Linked DNA regions of Mus musculus: all the other regions are linked to region 1. The links are chromatin contacts, called in public Hi-C, HiChIP or PLAC-seq and promoter capture Hi-C maps. All regions are on one chromosome and are shown on one strand. The core of a region is the stretch at or near the end of the contact, and the rest is flanking DNA. Distances in the headings are between cores, read along the strand shown.

Region 1 (2,700 bases), core at 38-2,537:
ACTCCAACATGGGAGGAGTGGAAGACAGATGGGGTTGGGGAGTGTGCAAGTGTGTGTGTGTAAGTGTGTGTGTGTGTGTGTGTGTGTGTGAGAGAGAGAGAGAGACAGACAGACAGACAGACAGACAGAGTCAGAGTCAGAGTCAGAGAGAGAGAAAGGGGTTAGAATGGACCCAAGTGTTCAGGCCTGTCCAGGGTCAGGGTGACAGGATTTCAGGCTGAATGGGAGTCGGGCCCATCCAGGGATCAGTGCCCAATGAGTTAACTGGGGAGTCAGGGTTAGTTGGGTCGTGATTAAGATCAGGACAACCACGGGGTCAGAGCCAGGTGATGGGTGAGATCACCAGTAACTTAAGGATCAGGCTCAGCTGGGCCGGGTGGGATGGAGATCTGTGTAACCAGGGGTCAGAGCTAGGTGGGATCAAGACTGGGAGATGGCTAGGGAATCAGAGCCGGATAGAGTCGAGATTAGAGGGGCTAGGGCCTGGCAGGGTCGAGATGGAGGAGGGAGTGACCAAGGGCTGGGACCCGGTGGGAACGGTAAGAAATTTGAGGCTCGACCCAGGTGCCAGACCAGGCGGAGGCGAGTTCAGGGGGTGACCGGGGGGCGGGGGGTTCAGGTTGAGCAGGGTCGAGATCACAGAGTGACAAGGAGCCAAGCTGGGCGGGGTAGAGGTCAGGGGTGGCCAGGGGGTTCAGGCCAGGTCCGGAGAGGGGTGACCCGAGGGTGGCGCAGTACTCACTGTTGGGGTAGCTGCAGGGCGGGCGCTCCGCGCCTCTGGAAGGCCCCGTCCACGAAGACGCCGTTCTTGCCGAGACAGCGAAGATAGAAGTGAGGCTCCTGGAAGCTGAGCTGCAGGTGGCGCCGGGAAATGAAGCTCGACAGGCCCATGCTTAGGTCCACCGAGCCCTGCGACGAGTTGCGGCCGATGGTGACGCTGGGCTGTCGCATCAGGAACTCGAACTCCCGACCCTCCAGGCGAGCCAGGGCAGGCCCGGGGCTCTGGCGCACGGAGGCAGCGGCCGCGGCCACCAGGGCGGGCGCGGTGGTGGTGGCAGTGGCGACGGTGGAGGGCACCGGCCCGGGGCCGGGCTCGGCGGGCAGCGCGGGCGGCCCGGGTGGAGGTTGCGCCGGCGGCGGCGGGGACGTAGTGGCCGGGAAGGCGGCGGCCGCAGCCGCGGCGCATAGCACGGGGCTGCAGGGAGCCGAGCGCAGCGCCAGCAGGGCGCGGGCGCCGCTGTCCTCGCCGACTTCGGCCATGTTCGCGCAGCTCCGAGCGGCTCCGGTGGCGGCCGAGGCGGCGCGGGGCGGGGCGGGGCGGCGCGCGCGGAAACCCGGGCTGGATCGTGGCCTGGAGCGGAGCCGGGACACCGCAGGACCCTCGCGCTGCGCGCGCAGCTTCCACTCGAGGTGGGCGGGTGCAGAGAGACACAGAGCCCCCTCCTCCAGTCCCGAAGGGTGCTTGGATTCATCACGTTTTTAGGGGTGTCCTATTGAGGCTGGAGTTTAAAGTCCAGGGATGCTTGAAATGGTCTCTGCTCCTTACTGATCGTTTCTGCACAGCTACTCTTTCTGTGCTTTGCTTTTTTTTTTTTTTTGGTTTGGTATAATGTTGCAAATTACATTTTATTCATTCATTTATTTACTTGTGGTTCTTTACCACGTGTGTGTGTGCGCGCGCGCGCGCACGTGTGTTTGTGTGGTCAGAGAGGACAGCTCTCAGCAGTCTATTCTCTCCTACCCTGTGGGGTTCTGAGGATGGCATTGAGGTCGACAAGCTTGGTGACAAGCACCTTTATTTACTGAACCATCTCGATTGTTCTTGTTTTGTTGTTTGAGATCCTGTCTCATACCAAGGCTAGCCTGGTTTTGAATACCTAGATCAGGCTGGCCTCAAATTCATGATCTTCCTGTTCCAGCTTCCTGAGTGTAGCTATTAAGGTGTGTGCCTAGCCCTTTAAAATCAATTTAAAAATTCATTTTTTAAAGACAGGGTCTATGTATGTAGACCAGATTGGCTTCTAGCTGACGACCAACCCGGCTCAGGCTCCGCAATTCTTGCTGGAGTCACAGCTGTGCACCACCACAGCTGGTTCCCCTTGCTCCTTTTAAGGCGAACAGTTCTGCCTGTTTCTAGGGACTGTGGACACCCGAAGATTGACGGTAGTTGAAAACACTTAAATGGTGAACTTGGCACCATGTGAATCCCTTGAGAATTTAAGGTCCTGCACTGGGATGCTAATTCCCCCAAGTCTTCCCCCAGGACCTGCAGCGCGCGAGTGCATGCACACACATACACACTCGATTTCTCACATTTAATAATGACTGAAGGAGCTGACACAGTTGGTAAATTGCCTGATGGCACTCATCCCCCAAGACAGGAAAGTTCATTCCCCGGGACCGACTTCAAAACCCATTGAGAGCTTCGATCTTCCCAGCGCTTTGGGTAAAAGGTTGACAGATAGATCCCTGAAGCTCATTGGCCAGCCTGCCTAGCCAATCAGTGAGCTCCACGTTCATAGTGGAAACACTGTTTCAAAACAAAAACAAAAACACGAATAAAACAGGGCTAAAGGAGCACACAGTTATTCACGCCTGTGCATGCACCGGCGCACGTGCACACACAAACACAAGTGCAAACATACACACACAAAAGAATGTCTAAAAATAATGATTGAGAATAGAGATAGACATAGGTCT
Region 2 (2,700 bases), core at 93-2,592, 2.6 Mb after region 1:
ACCTACTGTTTCAGTTTGGTTTTGTGTGACAGTGTCTCGCTATGTAACTAAGGCTGGTCTTGAACTAGCTAAGCAATCCAGGCTAACCTTAAACTCAAGATCTTCCTGCCTCAGACTCCCATGTGCTAGGAGTACAAGCATGTGCCACCATAACATAATGGCTTTAGACCAACACCTTTGAAAGAAGTTACCTGGCCCTAAAACACCAGCTCAAAGCATCAAAGTACCCACGTGCACTCCACCAGATACCTTCTGAAATGTTGCTGCCACAGTATGACCTCAGCAGTGCCAACCTCTGGGGTCCCAGGGCTAATTTTAGTGACTCCACAGGAGTGGAAGGGGTGAACTACCTACCAGCTGAGACACAAGCTAGCTTTTGAGGACTGAGTGTACTGAGTGCCTGTCCATCAATTGGAAGGCGAACTGTTAAAGTGCATCTGTGTTAGCAATGAGAGCTGTGTGAAAAGCGAGGCTCAGACTAACTTCCCTAGAGAAACAAGAGCACCAAGCAGCCTCACCTCCCAAATACCGACTGCGTTCTTACGGGGCAAGTTCTAGGAGGCTGGAGTGGCTGTTATCTCAAGGATACCAGAAGAGGAGTCTATCTCCCCCAAAGAGATCTAATCTAGGCACCTAGGACCCACGAGGCTTTCTTCACCTGTAATTTGCTAGAGTTTTTGCTTCTGATTTCTCGCCGCACGCTCGTAAACATGCACACTCTTAACACGCCTATCCGCTCACCCTACTAGGGAACCTCGCACTTCAGAGTTGGATGGGACCTTGGCCCCAGACCACACCTGAAGAAAGTGACGGAAGCGATAGGCTGGCCAAGACGGTCACCTGCCTCGCTCCCCACCCACAGCTTCCACATCCGGCACCGCTGGCCGGTCAGCTGATTAGAAAGTGACACCAGTTACTCAGGCCCTTTCGGGGTCCCGGCCGGGGGCGAGGTGGGGGCGAATTCTACGCCGACGGAAATGGCCAGGTGCGCACGGCTCCCGGGTGCCACTCTCCCGCACGTGGTGGGTCCCGTGTGGGCCTTGAGCTAGGTCCCGCGTGGCACGTGCTCGAGGCCCAGGCTGGGTCCCGCGGCCTTCGGGGTGCTCCTCCCGCAGGTGCACGAACTCTGGGTTCCCCTACCCAGTTCCCGAAGCCCCTCACTCACCCGGGTCGCGCGCGGGGCCGGGCGCGGCGGCTCCTTGCGGACACGCACTCTTCACAAGCGCTTCTGCTCTCGCGCTCCCCTTAGTCGCCGTCTCCGCCTGCGCGCTTCGGACTTCTCGTTCCGACTCGGCGAAGAACAACAAGTCCCTGCCACCCGCCGCCCGCCGCCGGCTCCCCAGTACTGACACCGCTTCCGGGATCGCGCGTCGAAGCGCGTCACCGCCCCGCCCCCGCGATGGCCACGCCCCTAGTGATCACGCCCCTGTTGCTCACGCTTCTTCGCTCACCAAAACCACGCCCTCTCTGGCCGCGCGTCGGCACCACGCCCCTGATGGCCACGCCCCTCGCTGCCCCAGTCCCTGGGTCCTCCTACATGCTTCCACGTGCAGTTGTCTCATTGCTGAGCTCCTGGCCCTGTCCATCCCCAACACACCCGGGGCGGGGTCTGTGCTCCTTTCCCAAGGTAGGGGGTGTCAGGCGAGCGTGACGCACACTGGGTATGGACCCCACGTTTCCTTGAACTTTCAGCCTGGGCATTATGTCTCTATGTCACCCACTGTCGTCTATGCTACTCACTGTGATCCTGAGGCTGCTGGAGCCTCCCCGGGTCTTGGCAGAGAGAATAGAGGCCAACTGGCTAGTGACCATGTTCTGGACCTAACACCAAGCCCACGTCAAGGTGGCGAAGTGGCTCAGTTACACCACATAATCAGCAAGGCAGATGCACCCTACAAAGGAGAAAGAGATATGTATGTAGCATCCTCTTCTGACCCATACCATGACCTTTTGATTTATATCTGAGACAGAGGTAAGGTCTCACTGTGCAGCTCAGAGTGGCCTGGAACACTTATAAAACTTTATTTTTTTTTTTTACTTATTTATATGTGTGTTCATATGTATGTGGATTGGTGTGCACACACTACCACGAATGTGTGGAAGTCAGAGGGCAACTTTAGGGAATCTGTTTTTTCTTTCCACTTTTGGGTTCCGAAAATTGAACTCAGACTTGGTACCTTTACCCACTGAGCCACCTCACTGGCACTGTCTTGAAGCTCTTAATCCTTCTGCCTTCACCCTAAGTGCCTTCACCTAAGCCTGCCCCTCCCCCTCCCCCTCCCCCTCCCCCCTTCTCCCTCTCCTCCCTCCCTCTCCTCCCTCCCTCTCCCTCTCCCCCTCCCCCTCCCCTCCCCCTCCCCCCTCTCCCTCTCCCTGTAAGCAATGGATAGTGTCTTAGTTAGGTTTTTACTGCTGTGAATAGTCACCACGACCAAGGTAACTCTTATAAGGACAACATTTAGTTAGGGCTGCCTTATAGGTTCAGAGGTTTAGTCCATTATCATCAAGGATCATGGTAGCATCCAGGCAGTCATGGTGCAGGCAGAGCTGAGAGTTCTACATCTTCATCTGAAGGCTGCTAGGAAGACTGACTTCCAAGCAGTAAGGATGAGGGTCTTAAAGCCCACACCCACAGTGAGACACCTATTCCAACAAGGCCATACCTCCTAATAGTGCCACTTCCTGGGCCTAACATATTCA
Region 3 (2,700 bases), core at 72-2,571, 2.8 Mb before region 1:
CAGACTACCGTGGAATTGCAACCCCTGCCATCAGTGGAAGACCTAGTTACAGAACTAAGGTCACAACACTGGGGGCGGAGGGAAGGGCATCTCTCAAATCCACGACTGAAGCAAACTGTATTTTGAGGTGTACCCGGGACTGTCTAGCGGGCCATCTCACTCTAAATCACTCCTGTGGTTCACAACCTTCAGTAATTCTAGTTCTAGGGTATCCGATGCCCTCTTTCTGGCCTCTGGCTGGCCCGGAACTCTCGTAGGCCAGGCTTCCCTAGAACTCACAGAGACCCGCCTGCCTCTACCTTCTGAGTTCTGAAATTAAAGGTGTGTGCCACTAATGCACTTCAAATTATTTGTTTGTTTTTTCAGGCAGGGTTTCTCTATGTAACCCTGGCTACCCTAGAATTTCTCTCTAGACCAGGCTGGCCTCAAACTGAGAGATTTTCCTGCCTCTGCCTCCTGAGTGATGGAGTTTTTTGTTTTTTAACGTGTACAGTGTCTTGCCTGAATTATATCTATGCATCACAAGTGTGCCTACTGGCCACAGGATGCCAGAAGAGGGCAGTCAGATCTCTTGGGATTAGAGTAAGTGTGCTTGTTCCTGTGGTGTCAGAACTAAACTCTGGTTCTCTGGGGTGTTTTTGGTTTTGGTTTAACGTGATTTATTTATTTTACCTGTCTGTTGTGGCACAAGGTTTTAAATCCAGAACTGGGGAGGCAGAGGCAGGCAGATCTCTGTGAGTTCGAGGCCAGTCTAGTTCCCAGAGCTAGTTTCCATAGCCGGGACTATACAAAAAAACCCTGTCTCAAAGAGTCAAAAACAATTTTTAAGTAATTAAAAGAAAAATATACATGTGTATATAGATAGATAGATGTAGATATAGATATAGTTTTACTTTATTTATGGCTGTTTGACCTGCACCATGTTGTGGGAGCCAGTAATTAAACCTAGATCCTCTAAAAGAGCAGCCTGTGTCTTTAACCGCTGAACCATCTCACCAATCCATCTTTTTTTTAAAATTTATTTATTTATATTTATTTTTTTCAAGACAATTTTTTTCTCTGTGTAGGACCCCCTATCTATCTAATCCATCCATCCATCCATCCATCCATCCATCCATCCATCCATCCATCCATCCATCCATCCATCCATCCATCCATCCATCCATCCATCCAATCTGTCATGACTGTCATGACGTGGCCTGCGGCCCCTTTAGTAAAATAAGAAAGGCGAACCATAGAGATGCATCTTAGTCCTCCAGGGCGCTTAGAAAGACCTTACGCAGGCGAGGCCTCTTCCCAGAGGCGGGGTTAATTACGCACTTCCGCTTCGGTTTGTTTTTCTGTCACCTGCCGAAATGAGAACTGAGAAGACCGGGTTCGCGTGTGTGCTGTGTCCGTAGTGGCCTTTTCTGGGCCTCGTTTTTGGAAGAGGGTAGCACTCCGCCTCGGTTTCAGAAAAGGTCCGTGAAGTCATTGGGCTTTGCTCTTCTAGAAAACAAGCTCGACCTGGACGGTCCAGAGGCTCCAATGGCTGCAGGCTCTGGGGTCGTCCCGCCACCTCTCGGTGCTGGGCTTTGTACGGTGAAGGTGGAGGAGGACTCTCCGGGGAATCAGGAGTCCTCCGGTTCCGGAGATTGGCAGAACCCCGAAACTTCTCGAAAACAATTCAGGCAGTTGCGCTACCAGGAAGTGGCCGGCCCTGAGGAGGCGCTGAGCCGACTTTGGGAGCTCTGTCGGAGGTGGCTGAGGCCCGAGCTGCTCTCCAAGGAGCAGATCATGGAGCTGTTGGTGCTGGAGCAATTCCTCACCATCCTGCCCCAGGAGCTCCAGGCCTACGTGCGGGACCACAGCCCTGAAAGTGGGGAGGAGGCTGCGGCCTTGGCGCGGACTCTGCAAAGAGCACTGGATCGGGCCTCTCCGCAGGTGAGACTCGAGTGGACTCTGCATGGCACCAGAGAGATGGCTTAGTGTTTAAGACCCTGAGCTGCTCTTCCAGAGAATGAACTCAGTTCCCAGGACCCCATATAGAGGGGGCTCACAACCATCTGTAGCTCTAGCTTCAAGTGATCTGATGCCATGTTCTAGGCATCTGCATTAACGTGCCCGCGTGCCCAGTCGTGATGATTCAGAGAATACAGCCTGGTTGTCTACACACACACACTTTGAATGAGAATGGCCCCTATATTTGAATATGTTAGGTCCATGAGAAGGCACCTTGGAAAAAATAAATACTCTTGATACTTATTACTGGTTTTGAGATACAGTTTGATTTTTTTTTTTCTTAAAGGTAGAGTCTCACTGTGTGTCCCTATCTGACTTGAACTCATTATATATTATACCAGACTGACCTTTAACTCACAGAGATCCACTTTTACTGTACCTCCAAAGTTCAGGGATTAAAGGTGTGGACCATCATTCCTAGCTTAATTGAAACAGAGCTCGCGTGTGCCTTTTAGAATACAATCTACAATCATTGTCAGTGTAAAAAGTCTAGTTTCTTTTTATTTTTGTTTCCTGTGTGTGACTATGTGTATGAGTGTATGCCACACGTGTAGGGGTGATCAAGGAGCACAGAACAAGGTAGTAGACCCCTGGAACTGGAATCACGTGCTGTTGTATGTTGCCTAATGTGGGTACTGGGCACGTAACACAGGTCAGTCTTCTAGAGAAACAGGAAGCACTCTTCTGATTCATCTCTCC
Region 4 (2,700 bases), core at 185-2,684, 2.7 Mb before region 1:
CTAGCTATTTTTTCCTTTGCTTTGGATTGCTGTCTACCACTCATGAGAAAAACATATGTCCATGGTAGATCATTCTCCAGAAGGCCCAGAACAGCTACTCAGCTTCCCTAGAAGGGAACTGTGACACACACGCATTCTCCAAGCATGTGTGAGGTGGGGCCAGAAGGATTGAGAGTTCAAGGCCAGTTTTGGGTATATGGTGAGCTTGTGCCCAATCTAGACTACATAAGACCCTGTCAAGAAATAAAGAAAAGAAAGGAAGAAAGAGGAAGGAAGACAGACAGTAAGAGGGAGAGAGAGAGAAATAGAGAAGGCAAGAGAGAAAGACAGAGAAAGGAAAGAAGGAAGGAAGGAAAGAAGGAATGCACAATACCTTTGGGTATTGAGAGTAATATAAAAAAAATTCTTGGTCTTCACAGTTACAAAGCTGTGTTCTTGTCCAGATTTACCAACTATTCTGTGACTCTGGGGGAGATCACTTTTCTTCTGCAGTCTTCTGTCTCATCTGTAGAATAAAAGCAGTAGATTACACACGTTAAATAGCCGCCAAAAATCTCTCTTTTTAGAACAACAAAGCAGGCCAGTCAAAATCTAAATAGAAACGCTGTTTTCTTCTTCTTCCGATTGCATAAAGCTTTCTAGCTGGCAAAGAGTAACCTATCAGCATAACAGACTCATCTGCTCAAAACTGTCTTTAGTCCCATCCACTGTATGGTGACTGACACTTTACAATCCCCTATTCCCACACCCCTTCTTAACAATTTAATAAATTAAGAATAAAACTCTTAAGACGTGGACTCAGGGTCACATTGCTGACAACCAGTGAGTCTAACAGATTAGAGGCTCCTGACTTCCCCATCAGTGGTCTTTGCTCTGGTTTTTCCAGCGCTTACGTTAAAAGATAGATTGACTCTGAGCCCTTCCCAGGGCGCACAGCCTGATTAGAGAATCACTTTCTCCTGACCTAGGAGGACTCAACCCGAGAGGCTCTCGGGGCCGGGGAGAGGTAAAACGAAGAGGCGATCGGATCAGGAGGAAAGAGGTGTTGTGTTGGGCTGTTTACAGACGTAGAAGAGCGGGAAAAGGGGTGAACAAGAGCGAAGTTACGGAAGGGACAGTGGCAGAAAACTCAAGAGCAGCATCTGAGAAAAAAAGCGGTGTTTAGACAGAAAACGGTCCCGGAAGAGAAAACGACGTGGGAAAAAAACACACACGCAGAGAGAGAAAGAGCGAGCCCCAAGTTTACCATCCCCTGTGCAAGTCATCGGAGACTCCAGCCTCTGCCGCATAAGCAGCTCACACAGCTCTCCTGCCCGTAACCATTGCCAAAGATACGGTACTCGAGAACCGAGCAGAGAAACACTCACCGGAAACTCAAGCACCTAAGGCCGCTGCTTCTTTATTGACGGCTTCCGCTCCGGCGACAAACTCTTCAGAATAAGGCCCTCGCGGGGCCCCGCCCACCTCGCGCGGAGATTGCGTCATCTTAGGTGTCCCTGGCGCTGCCTTTGTAGAATTCCGTAAACCGTACGGCCCTTTTCCTCTCACTTCCTGTAGGGGTGGCCCACACGGCTACGTGTCTCCTCGGACAGGGACACCGGGGAACGCGGATTCCTGGCAGTACATATTCTGGTCAGGAATTCAGGCACCTCCCAAGACAGCCCGGCCTCGGTGTGAGGTCCCAGATCCTCGCAGCCGTGGCGGCGGTGGCGGCGTCAGTGGCGCGCGGAGAGGGAACCAAGCCGGGCGGAAGAAGTCGATTCCAAGGAGTTTCCGGTTCCGGTGTCAGTTCGAGGCGCCGCCGCCGCCGCTGCAGCCGCCGGAGCCGAGATGCCTAAAGGAGGTGAGGGGGTGGGCGCGCGTGGTTCGCGTGGCTTCTCTAGTGGCGGCCGTAGGCGGGCTGCCGCGGACCCCTCAGCCCGCGGGTCTGGGGCCTCTAAGAGATCCGCGCTGAAGGAGGCCATCCCCGTCGCCTCCCAGCCATGCGTGGGCCTCGACGCTCAATTGTCCTGCCTGGGAAGCCGAGGACCACAGTGGTTGAGGGCCTCTCCGTCGGGGATTTTTGAGGAGACTCACGGGTGCTGGGTCCTTGTCCTTGAGGAGAGCAGGACCCAGGAGTCTCGGCCAAGCCTCCGGAGCATCTGAAGTTTGTCCTCCCATTTGGCTGGCCGGAGACTGAGTCACCGCGTCCCGCGCTGGTGCGGTGCCTGGCTGCCTCGAGCATAAAATGTGGCTTTTGTGGAGCTTTTGAGGAGCCACGCCTGCCTCATAATAAGACCTTGACTTGATGATGTGGGACCTGGCTCTGATTCTCTCCTTGCACCGTAGCCACTAAGGATGTGCTTCTGAGCCAGTCGCCTAACTTCTTTGTGTCCCGGTTTTGTCGTTTCCAAAAAGGGGGTTGGGGTGGGGGACATTGATTATATTTTCCTCCTGTTATGAGAGAGGCATAAACTAGGTAGCCCACGTACTCAGCCCAGTGCCCCGCAGCCCCTAAATGTTCAGCTATTACTGTGTGTAGAGACCAAGAAAACAAGTGTTTCCCATCGTACATTGGTTTCACCCCTTAGAATCAGGGGTTTGAATACCAGATATATCACATCTTAAGTCTGTGGCCTCAAACAAAACTTTTCCAGTTCGTTTTCTTCATCTGAACTACAGGGGTATTAATAAGGCTTAGTTGGATGAGTAGGAGACAGG
Region 5 (2,700 bases), core at 15-2,514, 2.7 Mb after region 1:
CCTGGCATCCTCAGAGACTTGAAAGAGGCTAAGAGTCTCCTGTCTCAAGACCCCTGGAGCGTGCCCCCTCAGCCTTCCTTTCCTCCTCTGTGAATGTAGAGCGGTTATTCTGGCTGGCTTGGCACCCTTGAGGGTGAAGGGAAAGCAGACAGTATTTTAAAGTTTGAGACAGGGTCTCAGGTCGCCCATGTCAGCCTTGCACCCCATATGTATCCTGGGATAAGCTTGGATTTCTGATCTTCCAGCTTCTCCCCGCTGAGGGCTGGGATTCCAGGTGTGTGCCATCACGACCAGTATCTGTCTGATGGGAAAGCACACTACTCAGCAAGGTCCACCCCAGCTTCCAACCAGACAGCTTTGTAGACCCTGAAAAGGGACACTCCTCAGAGGTTGCATCTACCCTAGCCTCTGTTTTCCCATTTGTCAACAGGCTGCCAACTCTAGAGGCTGAGGCAGGAGGATGAGTTAGGCAGACTAGGCAGCTTGGCCTCAACTTTAAAAAATAAAATAAAATAAAAGAACGCTGTTGCGGGTTTGGACTGGAGAGATGGGTCAGTCGTTAAGAGCATTTGCTGCTCTTCCAGAAGTCCTGGGGTTTAGTTTCCAGCACCCACATGGCAGCACAACCCGCTCCAACTCCGATTCTAGAAGAGCAGGGGCCTTCTTCAGGTCTCCCGGGCTACCAGACACACAAGGGGTGCAGATACACTTTCAGACCAAAGCCCATATGCATAAGATAGAATTAAAAGTAAGAAAGAAAACCGTAGCTGGGAGTGTAGCTCAGCTGGTGGTATGCTTGCCTGGCATGCAGGAAGCCTCAGGGTCCATACCCAGCACTGCACAAACCAGGCATGGTGTGGGGCACAAGCCTGTAATCCGAGAGCAGTAAAGGAGGTGGAGGCTGGGGAATCTGAAACACAAGGTCATCTTTGCTTTTATAATAAGCTAGAGGCCAATGCGAGCTACATTGGTCCCGGTCTCAAGGAAAACAAAAAAAGAAAACCCCGACGCCTCTGCTGGGAGTTATGGCTAAAGGCCAAGGCGGGAGCCAACGCCCAGAGTACCGGGCCCCTATTCTTCAAGTCCCAGGAAAGAGGGGGCGTGGTCTTATGTGGGCGTGCCCTTTGTGGGGCGTGGGTGTGGCCTGACCAAACTGGGGCGGTGCGGCCGGAACAAGGAGCCTGTGTGGAGCTTGGAGCTGGTGAGCCAGGCCTTCAAGAGGCGTGATCTTGTGGGGGCGGGTCTGAAGAGGCGGGGCCTCTAGGGGGCGGGGCCGGCGGCCTCGCAGGCGTCAAGAGTGTGTGGGGCGCCGGTCTCCCGGTGTTCTCTTCTTCCAGCCCGGCTGGTGGTCGGCGGGTCCGGGCCTCCTGCGCGTCTCGGGCCCAAGAGGGGCCTGTAGCCAGCTCCTCGAGCCGCCAGCCCGTCCTGCCGCCCATATGGCCGCCATAAAGGCCCTGCAAGAATGGTGCCGGCAGCAGTGCGAGGGCTACCGGGACGTGAGCATCACCAACATGACCACCTCGTTCCGCGATGGCCTGGCCTTCTGCGCTATCTTGCACCGACACCGGCCTGACCTTATGTGAGTGCTCTTTAACCCCTCTGTCGGGCTCTGATGTGCCGCTGCAAACGGGAAACTGAGGCCACGCCTGCCTTGGGATCCGGGTCGGAGGTTTCAGACACACCCCTCTCAGATGGGCCACCCGGGGTAGAGCAGAGACCTGCAGGTACAGCCTATTTGGTGGTCTCCAAGGCTGTGGCAGTCAAGTAGCCTCTGTGCAGGCCACCAAGTGCAGCTGGGCCAGGGGCCAGGACATGGGCTGTCCAGCCGGCTTAGTCAGTGGTGACTCAGGGCAGCGTCCGCCTTCCCCGAGCTCCCTGAGAAAGGGCAAAGGAACAGCTCCTGGGGGTCTGAGGTCTGGCCCCAAGATCAGGGCCATTTGAGGCTTCTAGTGGGATTACTGCCCCTCCTCTAATTTGTCTAGGCATCTTTGGGAAAGCAATCAAAGAGGGAAGCGCAAGCCTTTTAGCACCTTAGAATGACAGGAGACAATGGAGTCTGGGCCATCATCCTTGGAAGTTGTAGGAGAGGACAGGGATTGGGTCTAAAGCCTTCTATAGAAGAAGAGTCTTGGCATAGGAAGTTGGGAAGCAAGCCAGCTCTGTCTTGTTGAAGGACCTTGGCCCACAACTCAAACTGTTCTATCAGTTATTCACTTAGCAAACACTTAGGCAGACTCTGTTACAGGGACCTAAGTTAGTCTGGTGACCAGAGTCCTGAAATGGGACAAGATCACCTACAGCCCATGCCCTTCAGAGGAAAGCATTCTCCTGTACATGGTACATAAATGCAGAGTTGGCTGGTCTGGGAGTGTTTCCCAGGGAGGTCTTAGGGCTGAGTGAGGCTCCAGGCAGCACCTGTGGAGCCCACCTCAGCCAGCCTTCTTGCTGTGCAGATGGGGAAACTGAGGCTCCGAAAAGGAAAAACAAACAAATATTGTTCGTGTTACACAATGTGTCAGGAAGAGCCAGGCCTGGTGCTATCAGACTCCCTTGTGCCAAGCTTTGCTCTGCTCAGGAAGCCGGAATCTTGAGCAAGAAGTAGGCTTCTGCCCTGTGGTTATGAATTCCCCACCCCAACCCCCGAGCTGCTTGGGAGGGCCCCATGGCATGAGCCTCAGTCACTCTCAGGGAGATGGATGG
Region 6 (2,700 bases), core at 24-2,523, 2.8 Mb before region 1:
CGCCACCACTGCCCGGCTATTTCTGTGTTTTTTAAAGAAACCCAAATCTTTACTTCAAGTGCACACTTGCCTCCACAGGTTTGTGGATCTATTGCCCCACACAAATGTTCCATGGTCTCAAGGCAGTGCCATCAAATTGAGTAAAAACCTAGTGCTTAAAAGGCTAGCCTGATCTATAGAGTGAGTTTCAGGACAGCCAGGGCTATACAGAGAAACTCTGTCTCGAAAAACAACAACAACAAAGAGTAGACATATGTGCAAGGACGACCTGGCCAAAGAGGACAGTTCTGTCTGAATTGAAGCAGCTCCCCCAAACGGAAGATATATCCCACCAGAACAGGAAAACCATCTCATCACATGAAGAGGGACAGTAAATATAGCTCGGTCTAAAGGTTCGCTGGGGGCCTGAGTTGGGACAGGTGACCCGGAGGTGGGGTAGTGAGGAAAACGGACAATTCCAGGACAGGGAAGGATTTCCCAGGAGCTAGACTAAAGCAAGCCTGGAATATGAGGGTCTACTTGGAGTCTTCGACAGTCAGATACACTCAGACTCTTCTACCGCCTAGTTCTGATGAAAGTAGAGAGGAGCACGCTAAGAGGTGGAAATGGGGGACATTCTAAGACTTTGCTGAAGTTGGAGCAGGATGGGAGAAGGCAGTTCCACTTCAGGATGACACGCGTTCACTGGAGAATTACGCGAACAACCGACACAGTCCTGCTGTCCCGAGGATTGCCACGGAGCAGTCCCCGGGGATCAAGGATCCAAGGAAAGGTCTCCCCGAGTTCAAGTGACACCGGGAAGTCCCAGGACGGAAGCGGAGGAACTAGGCGAGGGTCCCGGGTTCCAGGGCCCAGGGCTGGGGTAACCTCTGGTCAGAATCAGACTCGCCCACCCACCCGCCGGGCCCCGCACTCACTATCCATGCCGGGGAAGGGCAGCGGCTGCGCCCCGAGCTGCTGCTCCACGGCGATCTCCAAGTCGAACTTGATGTGATCTACGCTGGCGATTATTTCCTGCATGGCGGCGGCGGCGGCCTCGGGCCCAGCTCCCCCTCAGGTCTCTCAGCCGCTCTCCGCAACTCACGCTACCTCTCCCCGTCCCCTTCTCGCTTGCCGCCACCGCCGCCGCCGCAGCCGCCGCCCCGCGAGGGATGCCGGGAGCGCTGGAGCCCGCGCCGGCCCTTTTTTCCCATCCAGACTCAGCCAACGGAGCTCAGAGTCCGGCCACTCCTTCAGGCCTGACTAGCCGCCGACCGATCGCCTGTTTCTTTCGGTTCTGTATCTTACACAAGAGGCGGCGACGCAAGTGCGCCTGCGCGGGATCTCCGTAGTCTGTGCTGAGGGCAGGAACGCTGTCTCTGGAGCCGCGGTCCCTCGACTCTGAGGACGTCTCACTAGGGGCTCGCCGCTTAGAACGCTCAGAGTGAGTTTCTGTTCAACCCTCATAGGAAACCCGGAAGCCGGGTGGAAATTGGACCTGAGGGACTTTGTCCAAGCTCAGATGCGAAAACGGAGGATCTAAAGGCCTGGGGAGAGGAAGCAAGGGGCGACCTAGGGTCCCAGGTCTCTCTGTGGGTGTAGCTCTAATGCAGACGTTTAAAAGTCGGGTAAGGGGGCAGGAGGTGTGGCTCAGTTGGTAAAGTGCTTGCCCCACCACCGCATAAGCCGGTAGTGTTAGTACAGACTTGTAATCCCACTAACTGGCAAGTGGAGGCAGAAGGGTCAGAAGCTCAAGACCAGACTGCATTACATGAGACCCTGGAGAGCGAGTCAACCTAGTAGAGCTAAGCCTCAAAATACCGTCATACCTCTTTTCCCTGTTATTATGTCTTGTTTTTGTTGTTGTTTGTTTGTTTTGTTTTTTTATTAAAGGGCTTCAAAGTAAGCAGGCCCAGCACAGCCTAATAAAAATAGAATGCGAGGGTGAGAGGGTGTAGCTCTGTGAGAGGGAGCATGTGCATATATGTGCCTTCCACACCACTCGAGTGCAGATTAGGGAAAAGCTTGTACCACAAGTCCTTCCAAGTATGTTCAGGAATCAAGCTCAGGTCACCGAGCTCTGCAGTAAGCACCTTTATCTGCTGAGACCCTCTTGAGCCTCTTGTTGTTGTTGTCGAGACTGGGGATCTCTAGGTAGCCCTGAGTAGCGTGGACTCACAGTTGTAGACCAGACTGGCATTGAACTCATAGAAATTCTCCTGCCTCTGTCTCCCTGGTGCAGGGCCTAAAGGCATGGCCCATCACGACTTACTCTTACTTTTTAAAGACAATCTCATGAAGCCCAGGCTGGTCTTGAAGTTGACATTATAGCTGAGGGTGACCCTGAATTTCTGACTCTTTTCTACCCAGCTGAGATAGTAAGTTTGACTGATCTCCCACTCCCCACCCTGCACAGAGCCAGGTCTTCCTAACTCAGAGCCTACCCTCTGAGTAAACTTGTCTCTCTTTTCTGACTCTTTTTAAAAAAGATTTGTTTGTTTATTTATTTATTTATTTAATGTATGTGAGTACACTATAGTTGTACAGATGGCTGTGAGCCTTCATGTGGTTGTTGGGAATTGAAATTTTTTAGGACCTCTGCTCGCTCTGGTAGGCCCTGCTTGCACCAGTAGGCCCCCTCACTCCAGCCCAAAGATTTATTTATTATTATATGTAAGTACACTGTCGCTGACTTTAGATGTACCAGAAGAGGGGGTCAGA
Region 7 (2,700 bases), core at 115-2,614, 2.6 Mb after region 1:
ACACACACACACACACACACACACACAGGAACCCACACACAAAAGAGTGAGTTTATGTTATTCTTGAAAGTAGATGAAACCGAAGATAATCGTGTTAAGCAAATTATGCCAGTCTCAGAAAGACAGACACCATATGTTTTCTCTGACTGGTGGGGCCTAGATTTTACATAGTCACACTGAACCGTGTGTGTGTGTGTGTGTGTGTGTGTGTGTGTGTGTGTGTGTGTGGTGTACATTTAAGAAAACAAACAGGAAGGAGGGGAGAAAAGGGAAGATAGAGGGAAGGGGGATATGCTCAATTTACAGTCTATAATTTTAAGAAAAAAGTGCTTTGATTTAACAGGTCACCATTAAGAGCACCACTTGTTGCTCTTGCTGAGGACCAGGTTCAGTTCCCATCACCTACATGGCAGCACATAACTGTCTGTAACTCCAAATCTAGGAAACACAACACCCTCTTCTGGCCTCTGTGGGTACTGCATGCACATGACACCATATACAGGAAGGCAAAAATACTCATGCAAATAAATAAACAAACAAACAAATACTGTTTAATTCTTTTAAGTATTCTGCAAGATGAACAATAATTAGTGTAAATGAGACTTGCTCCTCGATACCCACAAGAAAAAAGGAAAAAAATGAAAGAAAGAGGGAAGGAGAAAAAAATGATGGTTGGGATTTGGCTCAGTTTGTGAATGCTTGCGTAGCATACATAAACTCCTGGATGTTATCCCCACACCAGCAAACCATGTGTGGGGTGTGTTCCTGTCATCCCTGCACTTGGAAGGAGAATCAGGAGTTCAATATTTTCCTTGATCAACCTAGGGTACTTGTGACCCTGTCTCAAAAAACAGAAGAGGAGGGGGAGGAGGAGAAGAGGAAAAGAAGGAGGAGGAGGAGGAGGAGGAGGAGGAGGAGGAGGAGGAGGAGGAGGAGGAGGAGGAGGAGGAGGAGGAAATAATCCTAGAACTCGGGAGGATATGTGAGTTTGAGGCCAGCCTGGTCGACATAGTGAGTTCCAGGACAACTAGGGCTACACGGAGATACCGTGACTAAAAGAGGCAAAACTGACAGACAAACAGACGAAACAAGTTACTGTATATTAAGTGTGCCTTAGCCAAAGCCAGGTACACACCAAGTGAAAACAAATATTAAAATATTAATAATATTAAAACAAATATTATTTTGTGTCCACAGCTAGGACACAAAGCTCCCTACACAGGTGGTCAAGCACCGCCACCGAGATCCTGGAGCTCGGAGAGGCACACTGTCCCTTTAACACGAAGCCTGGACGGCTCCTTTGCAGCACGGAACCTTAGGCCCTGGGACTGCCGTGGCCTACGGACCTTAGGCCCAACGGACAGGAACCGGAAGTTCTCGCCGGGACTTCTGCTAAACCATTGCTGGCTTAGTTGCTCCCTGAAACCGCTTTCTGGCGCTGCTGGTGGGGTGAGCGCTGGTTGCCGAGGGTTTCGGTCCCAACTGCTGTCAGTAGTGATCCAGCCATCCCCAGTCCTGCGCCGTCGGGGCTCCCCGGTGAGCTCGGCCGTTTTCCTCATCCCTGATAATCTGGAAGTGGGACAGCTAGTCGCGGGGATGGCGGTCATCGCAAGCAGTGCGGCGGGACAAAGACGCTCACAAAAGCCCGCACGAGCATGCGCGCACTCGCTTTTGGGTTGGGGCGTGGTATTGATAACAGGGTCTCCCCCATGTAGCTCAGGCTGGCCTCGAACTGGGACTTCTCCAGCCTCAGCGTCCCCTGTCCTGGGATGGCAGACATGTGCCACCACGTGCAGCTTGGAATGGGCCGCTTGTCATTTCTGCTGTCGAGCTCCAGGTTGTGTCCGATTCTGATTGCTCCATCCCTTGTTTTCTTTTCTTTTAAAACTAAAGCCTCCGCTGAAGAACGGGACCATGGAAGACAAACCACTGGTAGTATCTAAACAGAAGACAGAAGTGGTGTGCGGTGTGCCCACCCAGGTGGTCTGCACGGCCTTCAGCAGCCACATCCTAGTTGTGGTGACCCAGTTCGGGAAGATGGGTACGCTAGTGTCCTTGGAGCCCAGCAATGTGGCCAATGACATCAGCAAGCCAGTGCTCACCACGAGAGTCCTCCTCGGGCAGGACGAGGTAATGGGAGTTGAGAGCATCTTTTTTTCTGCTGTCATTTGTCCATAGGGATATGGGGTGCCTGATAGGCACAACTCCATACGTACCCAAACTATGCGCAGTGAGCATTTTCCAGGGCCATTCTGGACTGAGGGTGTCCTGGCTGGCTCGAGTGATGCTTTTCCCAGCGTGTTAGCATTTTACTCAACACTCGGGGAGGGATTGATTTTTATGACATAGCCATTTCCTCAGTTTGACCCTGTCCTGATGGCTCTATGTTTATGTCTGCTTCTTGAGTCTTGACAACAGTTCCCTTTGCAGGCCTGTCTGTCTTGATTAGGAGTAACCAGAGAGACGGTAGGCAGAGGTACCAAGGAAAAGTCTTAATACTGCCTCCTGGGCAGTTCCCTCTGTCTGCTTTATGCAGTCCACGTGGTGCTCTGAATCACTGTTGTCCTAGCTTAGGGGGTTTGGGGAAAGCGTGAGACGCTGGCCTAGGTCTCTTAAGGAAAGCATTAGGAGCAGACAGTGTTTGTCCCCAGTGTGACTATACACACCTGTAATCCTTTCAGGGGGAGGCTGCGGCAGAAA

Evidence for each region. Promoter capture Hi-C pulls out the DNA fragments that hold promoters and counts their contacts. A called contact is a pair of places that touch in the nucleus more often than the background predicts. HiChIP or PLAC-seq counts read pairs in DNA pulled down with a chosen protein or histone mark.
Region 2: a contact with region 1 is called in an H3K4me3 HiChIP or PLAC-seq map of embryonic forebrain, with 4 times the contacts expected there. The contact joins the promoter of Mafk here to the promoter of Foxk1 in region 1. A contact is called at or near these places in 2 of 115 datasets of contacts at active chromatin or transcription factors (astrocytes and embryonic forebrain).
Region 3: a contact with region 1 is called in an H3K4me3 HiChIP or PLAC-seq map of bone marrow-derived macrophages, with 3 times the contacts expected there. The contact joins the promoter of Zkscan14 here to the promoter of Foxk1 in region 1.
Region 4: an H3K4me3 HiChIP or PLAC-seq map of bone marrow-derived macrophages shows a contact between it and region 1, with 4 times the contacts expected there. The contact joins the promoter of Bud31 here to the promoter of Foxk1 in region 1. A contact is called at or near these places in 2 of 39 promoter capture datasets (the 3T3-L1 cell line and pre-B cells), 1 of 115 datasets of contacts at active chromatin or transcription factors (bone marrow-derived macrophages) and 1 of 9 other capture datasets (adipose tissue).
Region 5: a promoter capture Hi-C map of liver shows a contact between it and region 1, with 4 times the contacts expected there. The contact joins the promoter of Micall2 here to the promoter of Foxk1 in region 1. A contact is called at or near these places in 2 of 39 promoter capture datasets (liver and pre-B cells).
Region 6: a contact with region 1 is called in a Hi-C map of B cells, with 7 read pairs. The contact joins the promoter of Ptcd1 here to the promoter of Foxk1 in region 1. A contact is called at or near these places in 1 of 39 promoter capture datasets (cranial neural crest) and 1 of 484 Hi-C or Micro-C datasets (B cells).
Region 7: a contact with region 1 is called in a promoter capture Hi-C map of liver, with 6 times the contacts expected there. The contact joins the promoter of Psmg3 here to the promoter of Foxk1 in region 1. A contact is called at or near these places in 4 of 39 promoter capture datasets (embryonic stem cells, liver and pre-B cells).

What each region holds. Positions count from the first base shown.
Region 1 is chr5:142,400,084-142,402,783 of GRCm38.p6, reverse strand. It overlaps Foxk1 (forkhead box K1), which reads right to left and starts at 1,287. Exons shown (of 9, transcript NM_199068.2): 1 at 743-1,287. The coding sequence starts at 1,260.
Region 2 is chr5:139,790,178-139,792,877 of GRCm38.p6, reverse strand. Mafk (v-maf musculoaponeurotic fibrosarcoma oncogene family, protein K (avian)) reads right to left here and starts at 1,342. Exons shown (of 3, transcript NM_010757.2): 1 at 1,166-1,342.
Region 3 is chr5:145,200,503-145,203,202 of GRCm38.p6, reverse strand. It overlaps Zkscan14 (zinc finger with KRAB and SCAN domains 14), which reads left to right and starts at 1,321. Exons shown (of 3, transcript NM_023322.2): 1 at 1,321-1,923. The coding sequence starts at 1,528.
Region 4 is chr5:145,139,110-145,141,809 of GRCm38.p6, reverse strand. It overlaps Bud31 (BUD31 homolog), which reads right to left and starts at 1,434. Exons shown (of 6, transcript NM_001310771.1): 1 at 1,368-1,434; 2 at 374-505. Pdap1 (PDGFA associated protein 1) reads left to right here and starts at 1,785. Exons shown (of 6, transcript NM_001033313.4): 1 at 1,785-1,843. The coding sequence starts at 1,831.
Region 5 is chr5:139,734,897-139,737,596 of GRCm38.p6, reverse strand. It overlaps Micall2 (MICAL-like 2), which reads left to right and starts at 1,264. Exons shown (of 17, transcript NM_174850.3): 1 at 1,264-1,579. The coding sequence starts at 1,437.
Region 6 is chr5:145,165,677-145,168,376 of GRCm38.p6, reverse strand. Ptcd1 (pentatricopeptide repeat domain 1) reads left to right here and starts at 1,273. Exons shown (of 9, transcript NM_133735.2): 1 at 1,273-1,423. It overlaps Cpsf4 (cleavage and polyadenylation specific factor 4), which reads right to left and starts at 1,164. Exons shown (of 8, transcript NM_001291248.1): 1 at 918-1,164. The coding sequence starts at 1,020.
Region 7 is chr5:139,825,558-139,828,257 of GRCm38.p6, reverse strand. It overlaps Psmg3 (proteasome (prosome, macropain) assembly chaperone 3), which reads left to right and starts at 1,364. Exons shown (of 3, transcript NM_025604.4): 1 at 1,364-1,536; 2 at 1,894-2,130. The coding sequence starts at 1,915.